Regions from separate parts of the Gasterosteus aculeatus genome. Here region 2 is linked to region 1. The links are chromatin contacts, called in public Hi-C maps. All regions are on one chromosome and are shown on one strand. Each heading gives the region's core, a stretch centred on a gene start, on an enhancer-like site or on the middle of the called end of the contact. The rest is flanking DNA. Distances are from core to core; before and after follow the strand shown.

Region 1 (3,451 bases), core at 434-2,933:
TGGCTGCATTAAAAAGGCAGCTGGGGCGCCAACAATGCTGTTCATACAGAGTCCACTCGGTCCTTGGGCAGGCTGGCTAGACGGCCTCAAAGTCCTTAGTCCTTACTTTCCCCCACTGTTTTTCCGTTTTTGTCAAAGTCCAAATGTTTGTGTAAATTAGCTACAAATTCCATCTCTTGAGATCTACTAAAATGGATGGAGGAACATTTTGGGGAAAATTATAAAAAGATAATTTACAAATTTCATGTGGTTATAATCAAATATAGTTTATAATTTATTTTTTATTTTAATATATTTTTTGACTATCGTCAAATACTGAGAATCAAACATACCTGAAAAATGTATTAAAAACAGATCCTTACTTATCCGTACTGGAATTATTACAATTTTCATTTCACTGTAAAAGTGCACTAGAGAGAATAACTCAAAAAAGCAAACTGCCCTGAAAATGAACTGAATCCCTGGTGAAAAATAGAGCAAATCTTATTATTTGTGTCGGAGCATCAAATTCAACTTAATACATTTTGACGTGTGGAAAATATTGTGTGCTCTATATTGTATTTAATAAAATACCCTGAGCATCTCAACTACATGACACTAGCAGACTTACGGGGACTGACATCTCCTTACATAATAAATGCTTGATATCAATAATAAATATATATTAAAAGTGAACATGCTGATATGTCTGCAGAAAAAAAAGGGGCTGTATATTATTCATCTGCAGTCGTTTTTACCTCGCTAAAGCGTGTTTTGATGACAATGGCATTTGAAAAATGAATGACCAAAGGTTAAAAGTTACAACTCAGAACTAAGAATTACTCCATGTGAAATTTTGGATGAAGCAAGTGGCTGAAAGCAAATAGAATGTAAACTCTTGTTTGACTCATCTATAGTACCGAAAAAAAAGTCAGCTAATAATGAAGACAAAATGGCGATGCTCGTACGCTACTGCAAGCAGATGTAATAATCATATCTAACCAGGGCGCTGACGGCCCCGTTTAATGGGCCCAACTGATAGTCATGGAAAAACAGGAGACAACTATTATGGGAACAATCTACAGTATAACGGCAGTTTTCTAAAATACACAAGTGACAGCGCGGCGCAGCACAGCAGTCAGCGGGCGAACCTCCTGCAGCAACAAGCACGACGCCTCGGTTGGTGACGATCAGTGTTACGGACATCGCGTTGTCATGGTTTATCGTTATAAATCATCTATCATGATGAATGAATATAATTCTACTCGTTTCATTCTGCTCTGAATGTTTCATAACCGTACTTTAAAAATACAAAATTTGTATTATTATTTGTTAAACTGTGCATACTGACAGCTATTACTGTAACGTTTCTGTGTTACTTGTAGAGATAAAAGATATTGGCTTTAAGTTAAACATTGAAAAGTTAGAGGGTTGCATTTCTTCCTAACGCTGCTCCCTATTAGTTTCTGTATGTCACCACAATAGTATGTGTGTGGCGAACGGCTGCTGCATTGTTCTATCTGTATTTGCCACATGAGTATATTTCACAAGGAGCATCTTCCAGTCCCTCCCTATCTGCGTGCTGTTGTGTGTGTGTGTGTGTGTGTGTGTGTGTGTGTGTGTGGTTATGTGTGCGCGTGCAGGCCCTGTCAGCTATGCCCTCTCGTCACCGCAGGGGGAAGAAACACACCCGGGCAGCTCTGAATATAGTGGCTAGTTACCATAGTAATGGGATGGTCATACGTCTCTCCTCTCGCAGACAGTGATGGGAGTGGACAGGACGTGGCGCTATGCTTTTTATCTACGCATTTGGTATTCAGTTATTTCATCCCACAAATAAAAAGCCGAGCCACTGCACCTCTACTTTTTCGAAAGCAAGGGGGGGGTAATGCGGAAATAAAAAGTTGGATATAATAAATCAATCACGGGACTACAAACGACGATGTGTTTTGACTGAGTGTTTGTGATTGCAGTTGTAACAGCGCAGATGTCTTGGCATGTATCTGCTGTGGCGGGGTCTTTATACGACGCTGTTCAGATCCCTTCTTGATATCTGAACCGTTTGCCCCTCCGATGCTCCTCGGCAGTGACAAAGGGAGAAGAAAACAAGAGAGTCATGTTGCATGAGGTTGTTTCAAATTAGAAGAGAAAAGGGTAATCCGTTTATCAAATGAAATGCTATTCATACATCATTACTGATTCAATTCATCTAGATTCCATTAAGTGGTCTAGTATATTCTGTAAATATACTGTAGCCACAAAACTAATGTATTATTACTTGTTTGCACCGCAAGTAGAAAAGAAATTTAAGAAAGAGAAGATCTACAAAAGGTGACGGACTTCGGTGGGGGGGGGCTGACCCTTCAACAGAGACACCAGTGACCTGTTCTCTTAAGGCTTCCTAGCTGATTGAGGGTGGTTATTTGGGACACACATTACTTACACAGCATAGATTTACACGCACATGGGGTATAGGTGTATTTCCACATCATCCACTATGTAAAAGAGGAAAAAGATGGACGATGGCTGTGGGTGTCCTGTCCTTGCTTCACATGGCTTGTTGACATGGACCAAGGCAGTCAGGCACCAATAATACATGAAGAGCTGTTCAAAGGCAATTAGGATCAGTTGTCAGGGCCGGGCCCATTAATGAGTGGGAGTGTGGCAGGGGCCGGGGTGGAAGCGCAGCGCCGGCGCACGCGTCCGCCTGAGTGTCGATGCACTCTGACAGATCCAGTCCTTCCCCTGTCCTCGCCTGGTACAAGCTGATACCAGCCTGTCCCCACGTGGTGCAGCGGCGCCAGCAGCAGAAGCGGGGCCGGATGATCTATTGAAGAACGCACTGGCTCGGGAAAATGACCGCCGCTACGGCAGGGGTCACCCTCTACGCGGTCACAGCGGGGGTTGGGGGGGGTAGGGGCGAGCGGCACGTTGGATAGCATTGTGAGGAACATAATTACCTCCTCTGCAGACAACCGCTTCCCTTAAAGCTGCCCCCCTTATCGGATAAAAAAACAAAAAAAAAAAACATAGTCGGATATGACCTTTCACATATATGTGTACACATTTACAGGCCGTAGTCTCCACGCCGATATACATGCTAGGATGGGAGGCTACGTTAGTGAAGGGGCGTAGAAGAGCCTGTTCTGCATGCGACCACACGACCAAACATTGACCAACAAATATTTAGGAGGAGTGCGTTTTCCCGATTTGCCCATTTGGTTTGTCTGCCTTTTCTATTTGCTCGTCAATCAAAGCAGATTGGATGCTGTATGTACATGTCACGTCGGTCAGAGGGACACCTTGTGATACAGCTCGGGCCTTCCACAAAGAGCTCACAGGTGTGTGTGTGTGTGTGTGAGATCTGGCCTCGGGGCACACAGCCAGCCAGCGACTGCAGGAAGGTCTTACTGGGTTTGATCAGTGTGTTTTGTGTGTGTCCAGTTCAAATGAAGACAGTTGACCCCAGTGT
Region 2 (3,451 bases), core at 263-2,762, 260 kb after region 1:
ATTTAGTTGTTTAAAAAAGTTGTAATGTGTACATGTTGTGACAAATTATACTTGTGTATGTACATTTTTCTCTGAAAAAAACGATCGTACATGTTGTAACCTTCACATTAAAACATTTTTAAAACGTCCTTCGATTTGCTCCTCTTTTTTCAAAATGTGTGCAGCTCATGAGTAAAAGATTTCACTGAATCTTCCCTCTTTTTCTCTCTCTCTTTTTCTCTCTCTTTAACACACACACACACACACACACACTGCAGAGACTATGAACTAATCAAATGACTGAACACGAGAGACGAAAACCATTTATTTTAGTTGTAATAAACTTGAGCTGTTCTCCACTCGCATTTATGGAGTAACCCCTTCATGTCTGACCTCCATTCACAGCATGGGACGGTCCCAGCAGAATCCCTCCCACCCCCCGACTGCTGAACGTTTAAAAAAACACCCACGACTTGCTTAACACAACATAGTCTTACTCACGACTCTGCTTGTTTGAAAGGCTTACACGAAACAATGCGGGTAAACAAATGCAGATGGTTTGTCAGTTTGTGTTTTTGTCCCCCTGGTTCTTCTTGTTTTCCTTTCATTTTCCTCTCCCGATACCCAGAGCCCAGCTCTCCCTCCCTGCCCCCCCCCCCCCCCCCCCTCCACTCTGGTTCTGCAGGAGTTCACATGATCAAGCAAGGTACCCAGGTAATTACCTGGCATTGTCAAATAAAGCGACCACTGATTCAAATGAGGAGTGAAATATCAAAGAGCGGCAGTTGCCTTTGCAGCCACTACTTATCCACGCAGGAGACAGAGAGGAGATCTGAGAGCTGCACAGAGGCAACAACAACAACAACACTGAGCCTTCCCCTGCTAGATAAACATCACCAATGGAAGCAACATGCCCGGGATCACTAGTAACAGCGGATTTATTTGTATTACATATCCTGCTTATCGTTATTAGCTCGTGGTTTGCTTTATAGTGGCCGCGGTGCAAGTTTAACAGGAGGGATTTAGCTGTATTCTCCAGACCGTGCTAGTGTGCAGGCTGCTAGTCTCTCTCTCTCTCTCTCTCAGAGGATGGAAATGTGATGGTGCTCCGAAGCCGTCAAAAGAAGGGCAGTGTTTCTAAACTTCTATGGCTGCATTCACTCTGTGTTCTTTGGATCACATGCAAAAGGGAGAAAGAATCTAACAGGGCCTCAGTGTGCGGCACCGCGTCTGAAGTCCTCGGCCTAATCAGCCGGGATAAGCGCGGCAATCATCCATCGTTTGCAGGGTCGGGCCTTGATTTTTCCTGCAGACTGAGAGTCGCGTGGGCTGAAATAAACTTTTGAAATAAGCGCACGGCCCCCGTTTGCTCTGGTGGCTCCCGCGACTTAATCTAATACACTACGTAATTCCTCCTGCCGAGGCCGTGATTCGGGGGCGGGGTTGACAACAAGACCTTTGACACTTTGACACAGTAAGTGGAAGGTGATCCCAACGAGCGATGTCATCGCTCTGGCAGCAGCAACTCCTGAGAAACCTCATTCCTGCTCCCTTCCCGTTCGAAGTAGACAAGCGGCGTCCTGGGATTTCAGCGGAGTACAGAGAGCACCTGTAATTTGACTTGCCACGTCTAAACGGAAGTTGAATAGGTTACATTGTGCAACAACAAATAAAATGCTCATAATGCTTTAGTGACTGTTTTTCATGGTTGGAGGCAAAATAGGGTCTGTGACAATATTTGAGTGTTTAATGCTATAAACACACAGACTTCCCTCCCTCTGGCATGTGGGAGGCTCCCAGGGACACTTGGAATGTAAATATTCATTGGGTGATGTGATGGGCTATTAATTATTAAGCACAGAAAGGAAGTGCAATATTTCAGCATTTAACACATGAATCTTGTTTTTTATTTGCTGCAACCTTTGGCTGAACGTTTTGAGACATATTTCACAAAAGGCTGCTCGATGAAAAGCTTGAGAATGAACTCTACAAAGAGCAATAATTCTCAAATAGAACACGAGCAACAAGGGGGGGGGGGGACATACATAATTAACATCTGACCTCAAAGGCAAAATAAGTTCAAAGGATCACAGCAGAGCAACAAATATTATTTGTCTTTTAAAGTTGTCCCTTTGAAAATAGTGCTTTGACCGCCTGTACCTTTTTTTTTTTTTTTAACATTTCCTTTGATTTGTCATACTTTAAGTGGGAGTTTGAGCACTTCCTGCGTAACTTTCCAGGTGAACCACATCAGCAATCATTCCTGCAGCTGCGCCTCATGACAGAGGGGCCACCAGCGATAGGTGGTCGGAGGTCCATGCTTCACATACCACGCATCTGACAACCGAGGAGTGAAGTGGTCCGATATGACCGTAAAGTTAGAAGGGGGGTAAGTGTAATTTTATATGGACACTGACAGTTTGGTGCTGGAGAGGACTCGTGTTTAAAGGCGCCGCGTTTGCCACAAAGGAAAACACACGCACGGTCGTTTTCTTCTGGCTCTGGAAGCGGCGTGCGTCTCTGAGAGCCGCTGATACCAACCGGAACGGACTTTTCAATTAGAAGAGGAAGAGTAAATGACCTGGATAGGATCAGGTCTTTGAGGGTTCACATCCTGTTGTGCCTGTGACATCATCTGCGTTGACATAAGTCAAAATGTAAAAAGGACCCTGCCACTCCGTCACGTCCCGGCAATTCAATACAAGTCATTTGTGCTCTGAAAAAACTCATCTGAGTGGAATTGAATTAACAATTTCCCTAGCTGATTTGGTCTTTTAAAACCCTCATTACACAGAAGCATTGTATATATTATCGAATCCCTTAGAGGAATACGGAACGAGGAGTCTACGTTCATCCTATCATCATCCAGTTGTAATATTATAATCAATTAGCATGGATGAGCTAATTGTCCAATCTCTCACTTGCTAATTAACCCCAGAAATATAAATGGGACAAACTAATGCACCACTTTTTTTTTTTTTTAAAGGGGATGCACAAATTGAGCTCATGCTTTAGTTAACATGGTTGGTTTCTTCGGCGAGTCTTCAATATGTATGAGCTACATCAAAGCGTTGGGATAGAAATGAGGCCTGCACAAAAGCAGAGCACATTTTAGATCCACGGAATGCAAATGTGTTGCTTTTTTTGTCAAACTTTTGTGTTTGCATTAAACATTGGTTTACACAGTCTACGGGCGTTTTTCTGTGCCACTTGTGTACAGACTACAAAACACAGTGTCCTTTGGGATATTTTATTTTAAAAGGCATAATCTCCATAACGACACTGGATTTTGATGCATCTGGTTGTGTGTGTTTTTTTCCCTCCCTTACCACCGCAGCCTAAATGTGTCTGAAGTTACATAATTCTACGGAGGGATGGGTGCGTTCTATATAAGTGTGGATCATTATCGCTCAGTCACATGAATGTCATACTCCACGTCACGAGCGTGTCGCACCGCAGCTTTACGATTTGG

What was found. Hi-C and Micro-C count contacts between places; a contact is called where the count stands out from the background.
Region 2: a Hi-C map of whole body shows a contact between it and region 1, with 7 times the contacts expected there. The contact joins two enhancer-like sites. A contact is called at or near these places in 2 of 6 Hi-C or Micro-C datasets (skeletal muscle and whole body).

Annotation. Positions count from the first base shown.
Region 1 is chr15:10,383,783-10,387,233 of fGasAcu3.hap1.1, forward strand. The region is part of intron 12 of dph6 (diphthamine biosynthesis 6); the gene reads right to left. Among protein-coding and RNA genes, the nearest start is that of LOC120832506, 20 kb to the left of the region's middle. Within about 2 kb of position 1,684, at least 1 of the 9 cell types and tissues checked has open chromatin away from gene starts, as enhancers often do.
Region 2 is chr15:10,641,814-10,645,264 of fGasAcu3.hap1.1, forward strand. No RefSeq gene overlaps it. Among protein-coding and RNA genes, the nearest start is that of meis2a, 6.9 kb to the left of the region's middle. Within about 2 kb of position 1,513, at least 1 of the 9 cell types and tissues checked has open chromatin away from gene starts, as enhancers often do.